Regions from separate parts of the Rattus norvegicus genome. Here region 2 is linked to region 1. Evidence: chromatin contacts called from public Hi-C data. All regions are on one chromosome and are shown on one strand. Each heading gives the region's core, a stretch centred on a gene start, on an enhancer-like site or on the middle of the called end of the contact. The rest is flanking DNA. Distances are from core to core; before and after follow the strand shown. Region 1 overlaps Arhgap39 (Rho GTPase activating protein 39). Region 2 holds the start of Arhgap39 (Rho GTPase activating protein 39).

What was found. Hi-C and Micro-C count contacts between places; a contact is called where the count stands out from the background.
Region 2: a contact with region 1 is called in a Hi-C map of liver, with 7 times the contacts expected there. The contact joins the promoter of Arhgap39 here to the enhancer-like site in region 1. A contact is called at or near these places in 10 of 12 Hi-C or Micro-C datasets (the A7r5 cell line, the Rat2 cell line, Schwann cells and 5 more) and 1 of 1 datasets of contacts at active chromatin or transcription factors (oligodendrocytes).

Annotation. Positions count from the first base shown.
Region 1 is chr7:110,351,546-110,355,697 of GRCr8, forward strand. It overlaps Arhgap39 (Rho GTPase activating protein 39), which reads right to left. Exons shown (of 12, transcript NM_173122.3): 3 at 3,646-4,065. Among named protein-coding and RNA genes, the nearest start is that of C7h8orf82, 27 kb to the left of the region's middle. Within about 2 kb of position 2,141, at least 2 of the 93 cell types and tissues checked have an H3K27ac peak or open chromatin away from gene starts, as enhancers often do. A contact at or near this core is called in liver, where this site is marked.
Region 2 is chr7:110,417,714-110,421,869 of GRCr8, forward strand. It overlaps Arhgap39 (Rho GTPase activating protein 39), which reads right to left and starts at 1,747. Exons shown (of 12, transcript NM_173122.3): 1 at 1,598-1,747.

The DNA.
Region 1 (4,152 bases), core at 891-3,390:
GGAACAGTGTGTGTGTGTGTGTGTGTGTGTGTGTGTGTGTGTGTGTGTGTGTGTGTGTGTGTGAGAGAGAGAGAGAGAGAGAGAGAGAGAGAGAGAGAGAGAGAGAGAGAGAGAGAGAACAAGACACTGCAGGGAAACACCGGGGACCTCCACTCCCTAGTTAATTGGTGGCTTCCTGAGTGGGTTGATTACCAGGAACACCACCACTAGGTGGAGACAAAGCCTTCAACACAAGAGTCGCTGAGGAGAAAAATGAACCAATCACTACTGATGAAGCATAGCCTGAAGTAAAAATTGCCAAAATGTGTTGCAACTAGACATGCTAAGAATGTGTGTGTATTAAAGGCTTAAGAAAGTATCAAGTATACTAGAAAGAAGTCTTTGGGGAATGTAAGTTTCTGCAGAAATACCAGCCCATGATTCTACTGTGCAGTAGAAGGGCTCTGCAGGATCTGCCGTGAACTATGGAAATGCTAGTATCAACTGGCTTGCCCACGCTTGTGGACCTAGCTTTAAGTAATTCCACTAAGACTGGGGGTAGGGGGTGTTCAGAAATAAGAGCTAAATATTCTTGATTTGCTCCACCACATAGCATGATATAAGCTAAAAACTATATTATGGCTTTTTCCTTTAAACTAAGAGGAAACATTTGGTATTTTCAGAATGAGAAAAAGGTTCAGTCATGTAGCCTTAGGCTAGCATCACACTTGTGAAGCTCCTCCCTCAGGCTTTGAAGTGCTGCTGTTGGAAGTGCTCCACCTACCCTGTATTGCTCCTGTTTCTCAGGGAGTGAAACCTACAGTCCCAAGACAGATGGGATGACGGATGGCTCAATCACAGACAGTATCCAGCTGCTTTACTTCCCATGCTATCAGAATTAAAAGAAGAGGGCTGGAGAGATGGCTCAGCGGTTAAGAGCACTGACTGCTCTTCAGAGGTCATGAGTTCAATTCCCAGCAACCACATGGTGGCTCACAACCATCTGTAATGAGATCTGGTGGCCTCTTCTGGCCTGCAGTCACATATGCAGGCAGAAAGCTGTACATAAAATAAATAAATAAATCTTAAAAAAAAAATTGAAAGAAGAGGCATGACACCATTCCGGCATGTCTGTAGCAGGTATAGCTGCAACATTTCAGACAAAATGCAAAGGAAATGTGTTTTAAAATCCATCTAACTGTGTGACTAAAAAGATCCTATATAACCATCAGGTGCCATTAACCAGGAGGCATGCTAAAAGGCTGTATCAGCTGGGCGTGGTGGTTCATGCTTATAAATGTAGCAATAGAGGGGTGAGGCAGAAAGACTGCCGTTAGTTTGAGGCCATCTTGGGAGATGTAATGAGTTCCAGCCTAGCCTGAGCTATAGTGTGAGATCCAGGCTCAAACAAACAAATTAACAATTAATGTCAAGAATACGCTCAGCTCCAACTACACTCGAATTTCCTTGGCAACACCCATCTGTGTGGAGAGGCAAAGATATTGTTACAGTTCACAACATATGAATGTTTGCCACTGGTTTTCTTTGCCACTGTGTGTGTGTGTGTGTGTGTGTGTGTGTGTGTGTGTGTGTGTGTGTGTGTGTTTATGCGCATGTATGTGGAAACTAGGGCTGTCATCTGAGGTCATGCTTCTTGTTGTTGTCAAGACAGGGTTTTTCGGCGTAACTCTGGCTCTCCTGGAACTCACTCTGTAGACCAGGCTGGCCTCAAACTCAGAGATCCTCTTGACTCTGACTCCAGAGTGTTGGAATTAAAGGTGTGTGTACAGCCATGCCCAGTTTTTGTTTTGTTTTTTTGAGGCAAGTTCTCTCTATAGGTTTGGTTGACCTGGAACCCACAACGAAGACCAGGCTGCTTCGTGAGTGCTGGGATTAAGTGTGTCCCACCAAGCTTTGCTCCTGCAGCTGGCTTTTATGAAAAGAGGAGCTGGTATACAAAGGTCGGACCTATAGTTTCATGGCAGGCAGTTTTCCAACTGTGTCACTGCTCCTGCTCCTTGGAGCAGCCACACTGGCAACCTGCTGCCCACAAGGTGCCTTTGGCTCCCTCTCAGAACATGGCCCTCCTGCTCTGTTAAGCAGACAGGTGGTTCATCGTGTGCCTATCCTCACCAGAGCAATATTCCGACTTGTGAAGCACCCTGCAAAGAGGGCAGCCAGTCAGCTGGGCCTGGCCCAGAACAAACACAGATGGTGAAATCAGCAGAGGAGGGCACAGAAGTAATTCAAAGTGGACTCCATCTGCTTGAAAAGTTAGAAGGGGAAGAAAAGCAAAAAGAAAAGCTGAATGGACTCAGGGAGATGACTCAGCAGAGAGACCCTTGCCTAAGTTTGCTTCCTAGAACTTTGTTTGTTTGTTTGTTAGAGGAGAGGCTCTTACTAGGCTGATCTTGAACTCCTAAACTGGAAGGGGTCTTCTTGCTTCAGCTTCTCAAGTGCTGGGGCTAGTCTTGTACCACCACAGCCAAGCCTCCACTTTTTAATGGCATAGACGTCACTGGTTCCTAAATTCTAGGCAGTCTGAATTCTGGGTCTCTCTAGTATCATCTCTTCTGGATTTCTGCTGGAGAAAAGGCCTTCTGTCTTCGGTAGGCGGTTGGTTTGGTTGGGATTTTTCACAAACCCACTTGCCCAGCCCAAATGGAGCCTTGTCATGTGTCAGACACACATAGATACCACCATGGATACCACTGCATGATTAGAACACACACTCAAAGGCGTTCCAGTGCAAGAAGATGAAGTCAGTGAGATATAGCACATTAATAGACTGAAGGAAGAAACTACCATCTCATAGAAGGTCGGCCACCACGGTCCGACACGCTTTCCTGATAGGCTCCCTGGGAAACAGGAACGAGAGGGAAGTTCCCCATACAATGACCCTTATGAAAACACCAGCTATATCCTCAGCAAAGATACTTGGTGGAAGAAGGTCTGGTCCGATTGGTCTCTAATGTCTCCACTGCCTGTCAGGTCATGCTATGTCCCCTCGACACCACTGTCACTGTGTCTGCCCTGCCTGGCTGAGCTCCTAGAAGGGCAGGGTTGGACTAAGGCAGCACTGCCTGTACTCAGTGTATCACTGGCAGTGCCTCTTCTTAGATTTAAATGAGCCCAGCCCCTGAGAATAGTCCTCTATCCTTCATGTTGGAGGAACTAGAGGCCATGTCCTCATTCTCTACAAATTATCCAAAGACACAACTCTGAGCAGACATAGCCCACTGAGGTGTACCAGCCGCCCTCTGCAAAAGGACAGCAGAGCCCCAGATGTCTAGCTTTTCTCCTTAGCACCTTTCTCCCCTCCCCCCCACCCCTGGTATTCTGAGTCAGGGTCTCACTTAAACATAGGCTGGCCTCAGACTCCTGGTTCTCCAGTGCCTCCAGCTCCCGGGTGCTAAGATCACTGGTGTGACACACCTCACCTGGCTTTACTCACCTACCTTCCTCAAGGCTTTGTACACTTCCGAATGTGACTAATGACACTATCAGTAAAGGGGAGGTGGCTGGCCTGCCTGATAACCCTGGTCCAGCAAAGAACCCTATCAACTGGACAACTAACAGTCTTGAAAGCTGCGTGCTATACTCTGCCACCCCAGCCCCACCCTCCTCTAAGTAAGTACCCCTCCCCCAACCCGCCGGCCTCCTCACCTGCTAGTCTCCTCCTTCGAAGTGACCAAGGTTGTCGCCCGCCCACCACGAACTGGCAGCTCCTGTGCCCTTTCTTCAGGCTCGGGTTCCAGCGAGGAGCCCGTGCTACCATCTCGACTGCCCCTCCCTGGGCTGCTGTCTGCAGAGGCACGCGGAGACTCAGTGTTCTGTTTCAGCGTCTGCAGTTTGGCCAGCGGAATGATGTCGCAGTTCTGTGGGCGATGCCACACGGTGCGCTGCGAAGCAGCACTGTAGTAGTAGAAGCGTGATGTATTGGGGTCGAAGAGCTCCCACCACTGGTCCTCACTGGTGCGCTTGATGCGCACGCCCGCTGGTGGGTCCCACACGCACTCCCCGGTGACCAGGTTGGCATACATACGTTCGCGCGTGCGCGGCTCAATGATCTCCACCCACTCCAACCTGTAGAGGGACAAAAGCATCAACCAAGGGGCTGAGGATTTAGCTCAGTGGTAGAGCGCTTACCTAGGAAGCGCAAGGCCCTGGGTT
Region 2 (4,156 bases), core at 497-2,996, 66 kb after region 1:
ACCTGACTGAGTACATAGCAAAACCCAGACAAAATTACAATTTTAACACACACACACACACACACACACACACACACACACTCTTAGCTTATGTACTTTGTAGCACACAATCCAACCCATACCTAACAGCCTGCAACTTAGTAGCAAGAACAATTCTTGATACTCAACCTTCCCAGGTGTGAAAATTTTTACAAGTCTTAAGTCATAGAGTCCTCACAACAGCATTCTGAGACCAATACTATTAGTGTACCCATTTTACAGCCAAGAAACCAAAGGGCAAAGAGACCTTACTTAATACCACAAAGCCAGTAAAGGAGGAGTCATGACTCAAGGGCGGTCAGTCTGGCTCCAGAACCAGCACTCATTTTCACTCTGCTCCAGCCTCCTCAAGACAGCTGGTTAGACCACGAGCTGGAAGGAGCCATCTCTCCATTCCCTCCTAGGCACTCAGAATCCCTTAAAGACTGGCTTTCCGGACTATCCAGTCACACCTCTCCGTCTTCTAATTCCCTTCCCCCACGTTCATTGTAAAAAGGGGAGCCAGGGACAAAACCACCTGCTGTTTACAGACTGCGCCCAGGACGCAGTGCTCAGTTGCCCTCCCCAGCTCCCAAAGACAAACGTCCGTATTGTCTGCACCACGGGAGGAACTGAAGCCTTGCAACTGTACGTTTTTCTGCAGAGGTCACTGGAGGCCTGGCCAACCCGAACAACACTGAAGGGGGAGGGGGTCCAGCCGCATTTTTGCGGCTGAAGGTTGCGTAGCGCCCACAGCAGCTGCGGTGAGCAGCAGCATGGAACACACCCACAGCTGCCGCGCCCGAAGCGGGCAGCACGTTTTAAAATAAAGACAGCCTGGCCGGGATGCACAGCCTGCTGCCTCGCAGCCCCCACCCACCCCACGCCTGCCAACAACAGGCGCCCAGGGAGTTCCAAGTCTGAAAGGCCGGGTAGAGGACCACCCGAGCCTGCCGCAGAGGCCCTGCCGCGAAGCCAGGGCGCACCACGCGCAAGCAAGCCACGACCCGACCCAGAGACGCCCACCGACTCCCGGGCATCGCGGACAAAGCCTGGCCCGCAAGATCCTCGCCCGGCAATTACCACCTCTCACCACCCCTAAACGGACGGAGCCCAGCGCACAGGAAGGGCACAAGCACACCGGCTCTGGGCCTGGACACATAACGCATGCACACCTGTCCTCGGGACACACACCTGTCTGCAGGCCAGGCACCCTCACATCTCACATTCACCATCGGGTCCACCCCAACCCCAACCACCTCAAGCAAAGGGCTCTCACACAACTATCTTGGGCAGGGACACACACGCACTCACGCCCATCCAAAGGCCGGGCACGCGTGCAGACCATGGCACCTCACACCCACCCTCGGGCCCCTTCTCTTACGCAAACCCGCCTTCACACTCTCTGGCCCTCCGCCGCAGCGTTCGCGTGCGGACCCTCCCCGACCGGGTCACCTGGAGCCCCGATTCCTAGCACGACTGTGCTGGAGGGGGCCTCCGCCCGGGCCAGGCCGTGGGGCCGCATCGAGGCCTCTCCGCCATCTTCCCGGCCCGCGCCGCCCACCTCCCGCGCTCTCACCAGCCGGCCCTGAGCGGGGCGCGCCGCCACTGCCCCTCATCACCGACCGCACGCTGCGCCTCAGCTCCCGGCGGCTCCCGGCCGCCGTTGCCGCCGCAGCCAGCGCTTCACGTCCTGGGTCTCCGCCGCTAGTCCAGTGCGCTGCGGCCGCGCGTCCCCCGTCACCAAGCGCAACCCCCCGCCTCCGACTCCGCCCCCGCGAGGATGCTGGCGCCGCTAGGGGGCGCCGCCCGCGAGGCTGCAATGCGCCTGCGCCACCGCGCAGCCCCTCGGGAGCCCAAAGTGAGCCCTGCCTGGGTCGGAGGCCCCGCCCCCGGTGCAGCGATAGGCAGCCGTTTCGCTCTCACCTGTACCCACCGTACCCACCACTTCTGAAGGTCTAGGTCACCTCAGGTGTGTCCTAATGTGGGTGTGGCGTGACTTTATTAGTTCTAACCCTGCTGGGGTTCCTCAGCTTAAGATTTACCTCTTTCTTGACTCTGGAAAAGTAGCCATTGTCTAAAATACTCTGCGTACTCCCTGTTTCTAATTTCCCTTTATGATTTTCCTCTTATCTTCTTAGTTAACTGAGTTATCGTGGTAACTCAGACACAGCCTTAAATGCGCTCTCTTTTCTATTTTTTCTATTTTTTTATGTGTGTTGAGCGTATGAAGCATGTGCACGCACGTGCTGACGGTGTCCATGTGGAAATCAGAGGACAACTCCTTTCACCATGGGTTCTAGAGATAGAACTCGCACCCTTAGGCTTGTACAAAAAGCACTTCTACTCACTAAGCTCTTTTAAATTTTTATTATTATTTTTTAATCTGAGGCAGAGCTTCATATGGCCAAGGATGACCTTCAACTTCCTATGTAGCCAATGATGACTTTGAAATTTTAATCCTCCTGTTTTCATCTCTCCTGTGCCGGGGTTACAGACATATGCCACCACATCCGGTTTACACAGCTGTGGAGCTGGAACCCATTCTAGGAAAGCCCTTTACCAACCAAGCATCCTCAGCTGCCATTTGGTTTGGTTTTTTTTGTTTGTTTGTTTGTTTTGTTTTGTTTGATGAGCTCTTGCTGTGTGGACCCTGGCTGGCCTCAAACTTAAGATCTGCCTTTAACAGATTACAAGTGCGTTTGTCACCCTCCCAGTTTTTTGTTTCTTTTTTTTTTTTTTTTTTTTTTGGTTCTTTTTTTCGGAGCTGGGGACCGAACCCAGGGCCTTGCGCTTCCTAGGTAAGCGCTCTACCACTGAGCTAAATCCCCAGCCCCCAGTTTTTTGTTTCTTTGTTCATCGGTTTTTGTTTGGTTGGTTTTGGTGGGGTTTTTTGGGGGGCGGGGGGACAGGTTTCTCTGTGTAGCTCTGGCTGTCTTGTAACTTGCTCTGTAGACCAGGCTAGCCTCAAACTCACAGCTGTCCACCTGCCTCTGCTTCCCTAGTGCTGGAATTAAAGGCATGGGCCATCACTGCCATCCACCAGTCCTTTTATTTAAAAAGAAAACAACAACAAAACAAAACAAAACAAAACAAAACAAAAAAAACTTATTACCAGAGCCTAGAGAGATGGATTAGCAATTAAGAGTAAATACTGCTCTTCCAGAGGATTCAAGTTCAATTCCCAGCATCCATGTCAGGTGGCTCAAAACCACCTATAACTCTAGCTCCACGGGACCCATGCCTTTGCATTACTGTATAGAGACACACATAAAAAATAAACCTTCGGGATATTTTACTTATTTTGTGTGTATGCCTGGCTGCATGTGTCAAGACCTCCACAGAGATGTCAGAGAACAAGAGTCAGGTCGTCCCTTCTGCTATTTGGGTCATAGTGGCAAACACACCCTGACCCACTGAGCCATTTCCAGCTCAAGTCTTCATTTCTATGAGTAGCATTTAAATTCCACTTGGCAGCCAAATAAAATGGCCCAAAGCTCTTCTAGGACCACACAGCATTCCATCAATGCTCAGACCCTGTGTAAGAGAGTTCAGACCCATCAACCCCCTGCAGTACTGCAGGCCCCAAGCCCTGGGGATCTCCACTACGTTCACACTCCGCACTTCCTTGCTGAGTCATCCTATGCTGCATGCAAAGGACTAGGGCTCCTGTTCTGTCTGCAGCTCCCTCAGCAGTGCGGTTGGAAACAAACATTCTTCATGCTGCAGAAAGAAACGCACAAATAACAAAAGTAGTCGAGCAAGGCAATTTATCTTTGCAAAAATAAATTAACCAGGCTAGCTTGTACACTAGGGACGGAAGCTCACTTAGTTTTTATCCTAAGGCAGGTGGTGACTGTGTCTTTTTCCTATTGCCTGGGGTCACCTCATAGTCTTTCCTGATTGACTAGTTTTAAAGGAACCCAGCACAAAGAAGTAGGTGAAGGGGGAGGGTAAGGTGTCGGCTGGCTGCTACAGATCAAGTTTGGGAATTGGAGGAAGGTGGAGGCTTTATGGGGAAAAAAGCTTTACTAGGCAGAGGGAAGTAAAAGGCTTGAATTTCTTTATACAAAAGTTTTAGATGGCGTGAGATAGGCAGAAGATTGGCCTTTGGTGAGCTAATTACCTTTAATAGGAA